Linked DNA regions of Oryctolagus cuniculus: region 1 is linked to region 2. Evidence: chromatin contacts called from public Micro-C data. All regions are on one chromosome and are shown on one strand. Each heading gives the region's core, a stretch centred on a gene start, on an enhancer-like site or on the middle of the called end of the contact. The rest is flanking DNA. Distances are from core to core; before and after follow the strand shown. Region 1 holds the start of MRGBP (MRG domain binding protein). Region 2 overlaps DIDO1 (death inducer-obliterator 1).

Region 1 (4,636 bases), core at 1,010-3,509, 61 kb before region 2:
CTTACGTGCTGGGTCCTTCCTGGGAGGCTGGGCAGACCCAGCCAGGAAGCCCGCCCTGGCCCTGCAGGGAAGGCGCACATTGGACGGCTGTCACCAGTCCAGCGTGAGGAGCAGGGGAGTGCGCCACGGCAGCCTACTTCCTGTCTCAGCCTCCTGGCCCGAGAGGCTGCTGCTGCCCTCGGCCCTGCCATCTGCTTCAGCTCCCGCTCTGGGCATCCTGTTATTCCTGCCCCGCCCCACGCAGGTGTGCACCCCAACCCCCAAGGCCGGCCTGACCCGGGCCTCCCTTCTGCCTCCCGCAAGTGTCTGCTTGGTCAGGCTCACCGCCCCGCCCGCCCGCCCGCCCTCCCTCTAGGAGCTGCTGAAGCCGCCTCGCCCGCCCCCGCCGTCAAGATGGGGGGGGGACACCTGGGCCTGTTGACTGGGGCGGCCCCTGCCCATCCCCTCTTCCCAGTCTAGGGAACTCCAGGGAAAAGCCTGGGTCTCGGCTGGCTCCGCCCACCTCCAGGCCTTCCCGGTCCCCAGGCTGTGCGCCCCCTCGGGAAGGGACCCAGGCCAGGCACACGGCAGGCGGGGGAGGGACAGCAGCTGCGTGGCGCCCTCCCCTTCCCCACCATGGAGGACGCCACTGCCCAGCACCCCACTCCCGGCCTCAGCCTGGACACGCAGTCCGTCTACTGAGGGCGTTTCAGTTTTTAAACAAAGATGTGAAGGCTTCCTGGGCCTGGCTCTGTGGCATAATAGGCTAAGCCTGTGCCTGCGGTGCCGGCACCCACATGGGCACTGGTTCGAGTCCTGGCTGCTGCTCTTCTGATCCAGCTCCCTGCTGTGGCCTGGGAAGGCAGAAGATGGCCCATGTGCTTGGCCCCTGCACCCACGTGGGAGACCCGGAAGTTTCCTGGCTCCTGGCTTTGGATCAGCCCAGCTGCCGTCTGGGGAGTGAACCAGCGGTGGAAGACCTCTCTCCCTCTCTCTCTCTAACTCTGCCTCTCAAAGAGCTGCGTCCCGCAGCCGCCCAGGTTGTGCCCCGTGGAGACCGGGCCGGGAGCCGGCACCGGCAGTTTGCCCACAAGATGCCCGGGAGAGAGCGAGGCGCTGCCCTCGGCCCGAAGCACCCTGCCGGCGTCTGCGGTGGAGCGCGGGTCGGGGCAGGGCTCACCGGGCAGGCGCACCAGCGTGGAGATGACCTCAGGGCCAGGGGCAGCCCGGGGGAGCGGGCAGGGATGGGGGGCCAAGACGGTGAGGCCGCCGCCCGCGGGCGCTCAGACCCCCACGGGGACCCGGCCGAGGAGCACCCGCCTCGGGCTCCTGTGACGACTGGTGGTCCGGGCAGCTGGGATGGGCGCTGAGCCCGAGCCCAGAGCCGCCGTCCCGAGGGCGCGAGCCCCTCCTAACCCCCTAGGGCGGGCTGCCCTTCGCCCCACCGCACGGGGACGACGCCGAGACCGGACGCGCGCGGGGCCTCGCCGGGGGTCTCAGCCGAGACGCCGCAGAGCCCGAAACGCTCCCCGGCCTGCAGCGCCGTGCACAGACGCACGTGTGCGCCGCGTGGGCGTGGCGCGCGGGGAGAAGGCGGGGTGGGGGCGGAGCCACGATCCGTGCGGACTCCTTCGGGCGCCTCTGGGAGCCGGTCCCCGGACGCGGTCCAGTCGGCGGCCTCGCTCCGCCCAGGCCCCGCCAACTCCGCCCCTCCCTGGCTCCGCCCACGACCGACTGCGCCGGAGGGCACGCGGGATTCCCGCCTCGCGCAGACTCCGCCCACTATGGGTCCGCCCCGCCCCCGTTGACTCCGCCCCCGGGCCCCTCCCACGACCCACTCCGCCCCGGCCCGCCGGGGAGTGGGCTGAGACCCCCAGGCAGCCCCGCGGGACCCGCGGCGGCAGAGCCGGGGCTGACACCACCCTGGTGGTCCCGCTGCAGGCCCCGCCCTGGGCCCGGGGGCGCCGGCGGGGGTCGAGCGGCGCCGCCGAGCTGCTAACTTGGGTCCGACGCGAGTCGGGGGGATGTGTCCGGGCGGCGCTGCTGGGGCCACGGAGTCGGACAGAGACCTGGGAGACCCCCACCCATAGCAGCCGCGCCCGCCTCCCGCCTTTGCGCGGACTCGGGCCCCACCCACCCCCGGGCCTCGGCCCCGGGTCCGAGCCGCGGGCTGCCTCTGCGGGCAGGTTCCGTTCGGGCCCGCGCCGCCAGGGGCCGCCGCCAGGGGCCGCCACAGCGCGCCCCCCCCCGACCGCAGCTGCGCCTGCGCCGTCGCCGGCGCGCGCGCCCGAGCGGCCCGTGACTGCGCCTGCGCGGAGCCCGGGCCGTGCCCGCGCCCTCCGGGGGGCTTGTCGCCGGGCGGCCATGGGGGAGGCCGAGGTGGGCGGCGGGGGCGCCCCGGGTGACAAGGGCCCCGGCGAGGCGGCCACGAGCCCGGCGGAGGAGACGGTGGTGTGGAGCCCCGAGGTGGAAGTGTGCCTCTTCCACGCCATGCTGGGCCACAAGCCCGTCGGTGAGCGCGGGCCTGGCGCGTGGGGGCGGGGCGGGCAACCGTCAGGGCGGGGGCGGGGCCTGGGACCCCCGCGACCCCGCACCCCTCACCCCGTCCCCGGAGACCCGCAGCTCCCACGCCGGCACCCCGCAGCTCCCCACCCCGCCCCCCACTCCTCTGCGCCCTCCCCGCGCTCTCCCACGCCCTCAGCGCCGAGGGGGGCCGCGACTTCTTCACCCCCACCCCCCGGGCCCCCGCCCAGCCCCAGCCCCCTCACCCGGCCCGCCGCCCCCGCAGGTGTGAACCGGCACTTCCACATGATCTGCATCCGGGACAAGTTCAGCCAGAACATCGGACGGCAGGTGCCCTCCAAGGTCATCTGGGACCACCTGAGCACCATGTACGACATGCAGGCCCTGGTGAGCTGACCGCTGCGCGGGGCCACGCAGATGGGGCAGGCCCGTGGGACCCCAGGAGGTGGAGGGGGCGTGCGGACGCCTGCCTTGCTGGCCACCTCCTGGGGGTCCCGGGCCTCACCTGTGTTGCTGCGGGGGGCAGGCTCCCCCCGGGCAGGGCTGCGGGCGTCGGGTCTGGGAGTTCAGAGGCGCTGACTGCACCGGGAAGCAGGTGGCTGGGGGGGAGAAGGGGCCGCACCTGTGCCTCCCAGGCGGACTCGGGGCTCCCGCGGCTGTGCGGGGCGGGGGGGGCAGCACCTGTGCCTCCCAGGCGGACTTGGGGCTCCCGCGGCTGTGCGGAGCGGGGGGGGCCGCACCTGTGCCTCCCAGCCGGACTTGGGGCTCCCGCGGCTGTGCGGGGTGGGGGGGGCAGCACCTGTACCTCCCAGCCGGACTCGGGGCTCCCGCGGCTGTGCGGGGCGGGGGGGGGGCCGCACCTGTGCCTCCCAGCCGGACTCGGGGCTCCCGCGGCTGTGCGGAGCGGGGGGGGGCCGCACCTGTGCCTCCCAGCCGGACTTGGGGCTCCCGCGGCTGTGCGGGGTGGGGGGGGCCGCACCTGTGCCTCCCAGCCGGACTTGGGGCTCCCGCGGCTGTGCGGGGCGGGGGGGGGGGCAGCACCTGTGCCTCCCAGCCGGACTCGGGGCTCCCGCGGCTGTGGGTGAGGAAGGCGCCTGCCGCCCGGCGCCCGAGGGAGCGCGCAGCCGCCCTGCGGCACCTGCGTCGTGCCTGGGGGTTCCCCTCGTGGCTGCAGCGGCCAGAGGAGCCTGGGAGGCCGGGGCCAGGGCGCGCTCACGGCCCAGGTGCTGGCCCAGGAGCAGCGCCCGCGGCTCCAGTTCGCCTTCCAGGACTTGCTGAAACCCCGTGTTCCTTTGCCGTGCCTGACGTCAGCACGAGTCGGAGATCCTTCCGTTCCCGAATCCCGAGAGGAACTTCGTGCTCCCGGAGGAGATCATTCAGGAGGTCCGGGAAGGTGAGAGTCGGGCAGGGCTGGGCAGCCGAGGCCCGCGTGGCCGGCACAGCGGGTGTCCCACGGTGCCGCCTCCTCCGCAGGCAAAGTGATCATGGAAGAGGAAACCAAGGAGGAGATGAAGGAGGACCTGGACCCCCACGGCGGGGCCGACGATGGTGAGCGCGGGGCGGGGCCGGCGGAGGGGGGGGGCCGGCGGAGGGGGGGGACTGCGCGCGGGGGCGGGGCCGGGGCGGGGCCGGCGGAGGGGGGGGACTGCGCGCGGGGGCGGGGCCGGCGGCGAGATGCGGGGTGCTGCGGCGCACAGGGCCCTGCTGGTCCCCCGCGCCGCAGGATGGGTCCTGGCCGTCCCTGAGCGCAGGGTGCTGGCTGCGCTGGCCTTCAGGCTGGACACACCCCTGGAGCCCACGGCCCGGGCTCCCAGCCCAAGAGGGCACCGAGGGTCAGGTGCGCAGAACCCGACTTTTGCAGCTGACGGGCGGCCGGCCGAGCTCCCGGCTGGGTGCTCAGCTGAGTGGTTTTGTTCTCAGTTTTCTCATCAGGGAGCTTGGGCAAAGCCACAGAAAAGCCCGGCAAAGACAGAGAGAAGAACTCGGAGCTGGGCTGCAAGGAGGGGGCGGACAAGCGGAAGCGCAGCCGGGTCACCGACAAGGTCCTGACCGCCAACAGCAACCCCTCCAGCCCCAGCGCCGCCAAGCGCCGCCGCACATAGGCCCCAGCCCGGGGGCAGCCGGAGCCGGTGAG
Region 2 (5,156 bases), core at 1,749-4,248:
AATCTCCTTCAAGGAGCGCCTTATGTTCTGCCGTATTTGTGAATTTGGCTGGGACGGTGCAGGGCTCGCGGCTCCGAGGCGTCCGGCGGCCGGAGAGGCTGCCGATGCGGAAGTCGCCGCAGGCTTCCTGACGGCTCCCGCCAGAGCAGCACCCGGTGCCTTCTTGGAGGCGGCCGTCGCAGGGACGGCTGTGGGTCCCGCCTGCTTGGCAGCTGAGGCGCCGCCCGAGGGAGTGGCCGAGAGCCACGGTCTCTTGGGGATGGCGCCCTTGCAGCCAGAGGGTGCCTTTTTAATGACTGGCCTGGCGGCCACCATGCCACCAAGAGGAGACTTCTTTGGGAGGAGACTCCTGGGCGCTGTCTGTCTGCTCGCCGAGGAACCTGGGAGGGCCGTCTTCTTGGAGGCTGCTGCCGTCGTCACTTTCTCCTCCACTCTTCTGTCTTCTTTCACAGCTAGAACAGAGCAGGAGGCACGTGAGAAAGGGCGCTGGCGTGGCCAGCAAGTGCACACGAGGCACGCTCGATGGGACAAACTTAAAATACAGGAGAGCATGGTTCAGGGCTGCCAGGAGTGGTCACGCGACCACACTGCTGCAGAGCACGCAGGGCGGCGGTCTAGCGCAGTGGCCCAGACGCTGACCGGGGCACCTGCACTGCAGCCCCCTGCTCGTGTGCACCCTGGAAGGCAGCAGGGGTGGCTCGAGCCGCAGGTTTCTGTCTCCCACCTGGGGACCTGGATTCAGTCCCTGGCTCCTGTAGGCTGTGAGCATCTGGGACCGCGAACGTAAATGCTTTCCTTCACTGCACTGACGCTCTCACCTCGGCTGACCAGCCAAGCAGCAGAGGCTGCACCTAACCATGAGCTGAGCGATCAAGCTCAAGGACAAAGTCCAGTGCCACAAGAGGCTGCACGGAGAATGGCACTTTGACCATTAAGTGCGCAGGTGAGATCCTCGGCAAACTTGCACTTGGAAGCCTTCCCAGGAAGGGCAAACGCACGTCCTCTGAGGGACCCAGGAGGCCTCGCACTGGCTCAGCCAGCAGGAGACGAGGCCGCCGCCGGCATGGAAAGGGGACAGGAATGTGCGACACGGGGAAGCCACACCAAGTGCCGGGCCAAGAACGCAACGATGCCGCTGCATCCCCTCCCAGTCACAACGCTGCACTGTGACTCAACGCGGCGTGTGTCGTTCGTCCTCAGCGCCAACAGGGCTGTGGCCCAAAGCTCAGCAGAAAGGCCAGTCTCTGCATGTCCGCACCTGACAGAGGCCATCCCCACCTGACCAGACCACCGGAGTCCACGCAGCAGCGCCACGAGCTCTGGGCGGTGGGAGTCCCTGGGCTTCAGGGACCAGCACCAGCCTTCCCTCTGGCACCCCACGTGCCCCGGAGATGCCCTCTCACCCAGGAGTTAAGAACAAATGAACCCTCACTCCTCTCCCATTGCTTGTGTTCACCATCCCCAAAGAGTCCCAGAAACCTGGGAAAGAGCTGAGACCCCGTCTGTGAGGGCCTGAGTGGAAAACCTGCCCTCCTGAAGAGCTGCTCCCGGGGTCCCCGCAGGCCACAGCCTTGCCACCGGCCTGGTTGTGCGGGCAGGGGGCTGGCTGTCAGCCCCTCCCTGGCAGCCTGAGCACCGTCACCACACAGCACCAGGCCTGCGAGCCACACATTTCCCGCACTTCACAAGGTTCCTTAACAAAACCTGCACTAGCACTACTCGGGAGGTGGGGGCAGGCATCACCAGGTCTTGTGCTTTTTCCTAAATACCATCCCACTGGCAATGCACCAAGGCAAGCCCACCGCTGCCAGCAGGTACAGTCCCATCTCACACCCCCAACACCAGTGAGGGGCCAGTGCATGGGCTGCCTTGCCCTCTCCCACTTCCATTGCCTGGGGGTGAACCCACACCCCCAACTGCTGTCTCTCCAAGTGCAGCACCCCTTTTTGGAGCTGGGTTTTTACACGGTGGGCACTATAAAGCCATGACAATGCCTGGCAAAGCAGAATAATGGGACACCCATCCCCCACACACAGGGCTCAGCAGGTCACAGGCCCCTCAAAGCTGGGTGCCCAAGCTATTTCTCAGGGTGGCGGGGGGACTCTGGACCTCAGTATGCCCACTCACTTCTGACGTGCAGATTTCGCTCCAAGGCAGCAGCACCTAGCAGAGAGGATGCCCGAGTTCCAGCTATAGGGACCCCCGAAGGCCTTGCTCTCGGAGGGCAGGGGCGCATGTCTGCAGCAAGGACAGGGCTGTGCCCCGGGAATGAACTGGCCAGCTCAAAGCTGAGGCCAGAGCGCATCCAGTCCCTGCTGCTCTGAGCGCAGAGCCAGGGCCTCAACAGGACACCCCGAGCGTCACACACAGGATGCTGCGCCACGCGACCCAAGGCCAACCTCCAGGGCATTACACTCTCGTATCAGAAACTTAATTCCACACGTCAACACTGCTTCTCCCAACCCCAGGTCTAGATGAGCCATCCACGGAGACCAGAGCTTCCACTGATGTATGTCCTCCCTCTTGGGGGAAATCCAAGTCTAGACGTTACCTTTAGGACTTCCCCAACACAAGGCTGAGTCACCCGTCCTGGAGCCCAACCGCCCTCCGTGAAACCAGCCGCTCCTATACCGTCTCTCTGTCGCCCCCTACTGCCACTCCCGATACACCACTGAGCTGATTAGGTAAATGAACTTGGCAACAGCCTCCCAGATTGGTGGACTCCAGCTAGCTGGTCTGCTGGTATCTGCCACGCAGCAAACACGTCTGAAGAGCGTGTGACACGCTGGAAGTCCTGCCCAGCTGCTCGGGCCAGGGCTGAGTGCTCTTCCTCCTACAGCAGGGGCAGCACGGCCAGGGCTGGGCCTGGCTTGGCCTCTGCTCAAAGGACAACGATTTTCAAATGCTGTTAACCCAAATCTGCAACTTCTTGACTCTAGTTCGCTCTTCAGTGTGTTGTGCAGGCCAGCCCTGCTGCTGCCCTCCCTCCCTCCCAGGCCTGCCTGGCGAGGCAGCTCAGCCCTCAGCAGCCACAGGAGGAAGTGTATCCAGGCAGGCAACACCATGGAACTTGGAGCAAGCTTGCTGTGGCCGTGTCTGTGAGGGAAACTGTTTGCGCCTGGCCTTGGTGTGCCGGGATAAGCCAGCAGGCTCCAATTGGCCGGCTTTCCTGAAACAGGAAACCAGGAGTCGGGCCTGGGAAGGCTGGCGCTGCAGCAGCACCAGTCACTGGGTGGCACTAGTGGGCCTCCACCAAGACCCCGTGCACCAGCCCAGGGGGACTGCAGCACCGAGAGGGTTTCAGACGCCCCTCCCCTCCTCGCTGGACAGCTTCCCAGGGACAAAGGAGCTGCAGCCTCCAGCCAGGGCTCTCCCATCGGAAACAGTGCCTCAGGCCAAAACCCAGGACTCTGCCCCCTGCGCTAGCTGCTCCGTGTGAAAGATCAAGGTGACAGCACCCAGAGAAAACAGCTTCTCTGTCTGTCTCAGAGGTAGAGAGCTACTGCCTTGTCGGACTGACTCCTTGAGGAGGAAGCAACACTGCACGGAGCGATGCTTCTGCAGCTGCCGGCAGCCGTGTGAGCAGCACCCACGGCCAGGTCGCGCTCCCTCGCAGCTGTGCAGTCCCTGGTCTCCCGGGGCAGACGACCTCGTGGCACGAGCTCCACATACAGCACTCTCAGCTACGACTCGCGCTGGGTTGGTCACACACAAAGAATTCATCAAATGACACTTCAGGGTGGACCACCAGGATGTGACGTGGAGGGGCCACAGGCAGGGGAGCACTCGCTGTCACTTAGTTGTCTGCTGGCTGCGCACGGCTGTGCCCAGCTTCCAGACCAACACTCACTGGGAGGGGAGTCGCTGCTGTCCTGAGCCACCCGGCTGCTTCCGCAAGCGCATGTCTTAGTGGAGGTTTGTCCGCGCCTGCACTGTGCCCTACTTGAAGCCCGTGACAAGGCCACAACCCTCCCCTTGAAGGCCCACAGGGTCACACTCAGTGTAAGCTTCAAGGCTGATGGCACCCAGATCACAGCTGGCTACCGCTCACAGTCTTCCTGCTGGAAACTTCAGGTTTGCAGCGTGTCCAACCTTCGTTTAAATGACAGCTGGGGCGTCACTGTGGTGTAGACAAAGCCACCACCTGGTGCCAGTTCCAGTCCTGGTGCTCTTTGCTAATGAACATGGGAAAGCAGCCAGAGTGTGGGAGACCTGGGAGATGCTCCTGGCTTCAGCCTGGTCCAGCCCTGGCCATTGCAGCCATCTGGGGAGCCAGCCAGCCGATGGAAGACTGTCTGCCTTTCAAATAAATTAAAAAATGGGACAGGCACTGTGGTGAACCAGGTAAAGCCACCGCCTGCAGTGCCGGCATCCCATATGGGCACCTGTTTTGAGTCCCACTGCTCCACTTCCAACCCAGCTCTCTTTGGCATGGGAAAGCAGAAGATGGCCCAATCCTTGAGCCCTGCACCAGTATAGACCTGGAAGAAGCTCCTGGCTTTGGATCGGCCCAGCTCCAGCTGCTGTGGCCACTTGGGGAGGGAACCAGTGGATGGAAGACCCCTCTCCACCTCTCTGTAACTCTGCCTTTCAAATATATAATCAAAAAAATTAAACATAGTAGGGACCAGCATTGTAGCATAGCGGCTAAAGCCACTGCCTGCAGTGCTGGTTCAAGTCCCGGCTGCTCCACTTCCACTCCAGCTCTCTGCTGTGGCCTGGGAAGAAGCAGAAGATGGCCCAAGTGCTCGGGCAACTGCACCCACGTGGGAGACCCTGAAGAAGCTCCTGGCTCCAGATCGGCACAGCTCTGGTTGTTGCAGCCGTCTGGGCAGTGAACCAGCAGATGGAGGACCTCCCTCCTCTCTCTGCCTTTCAAATACATCAATCTTTCAGCAAATTTTCTTTTAAAAGCCAAGAATATGAGCAGGCAGGTGTTGATGTGCAAGAGAAGCGTACTACGGAACTTCACATACACCCGGAGCCCACGTGGCGTGGTCATCACCGCAGGCGTCCCGAGAAGACCTGTGCCCTTAGACAGGGACCTTCCTGGAGCACAGACTTCGGAGTGAGCAGACCCGCAGCGCCCAGGCCGCAGGACGGTCATGTGGGCTGGGGGGACCCCGTGGGCCCAACACCCACTCCCGCCAGAAGCT

What was found. A called contact is a pair of places that touch in the nucleus more often than the background predicts.
Region 1: a Micro-C map of ear pinna shows a contact between it and region 2, with 2.4 times the contacts expected there. The contact joins the promoter of MRGBP here to the enhancer-like site in region 2. A contact is called at or near these places in 2 of 6 Hi-C or Micro-C datasets (ear pinna and an unstated tissue).

Annotation. Positions count from the first base shown.
Region 1 is chr11:793,134-797,769 of mOryCun1.1, reverse strand. It overlaps MRGBP (MRG domain binding protein), which reads left to right and starts at 2,259. Exons shown (of 5, transcript XM_070051623.1): 1 at 2,259-2,491; 2 at 2,768-2,889; 3 at 3,738-3,895; 4 at 3,976-4,050; 5 at 4,423-4,636. The coding sequence starts at 2,344.
Region 2 is chr11:731,948-737,103 of mOryCun1.1, reverse strand. DIDO1 (death inducer-obliterator 1) reads right to left here. Exons shown (of 17, transcript XM_051829427.2): 8 at 1-452. Among named protein-coding and RNA genes, the nearest start is that of TCFL5, 20 kb to the left of the region's middle. Within about 2 kb of position 2,998, at least 1 of the 8 cell types and tissues checked has an H3K27ac peak or open chromatin away from gene starts, as enhancers often do. A contact at or near this core is called in ear pinna, where this site is marked.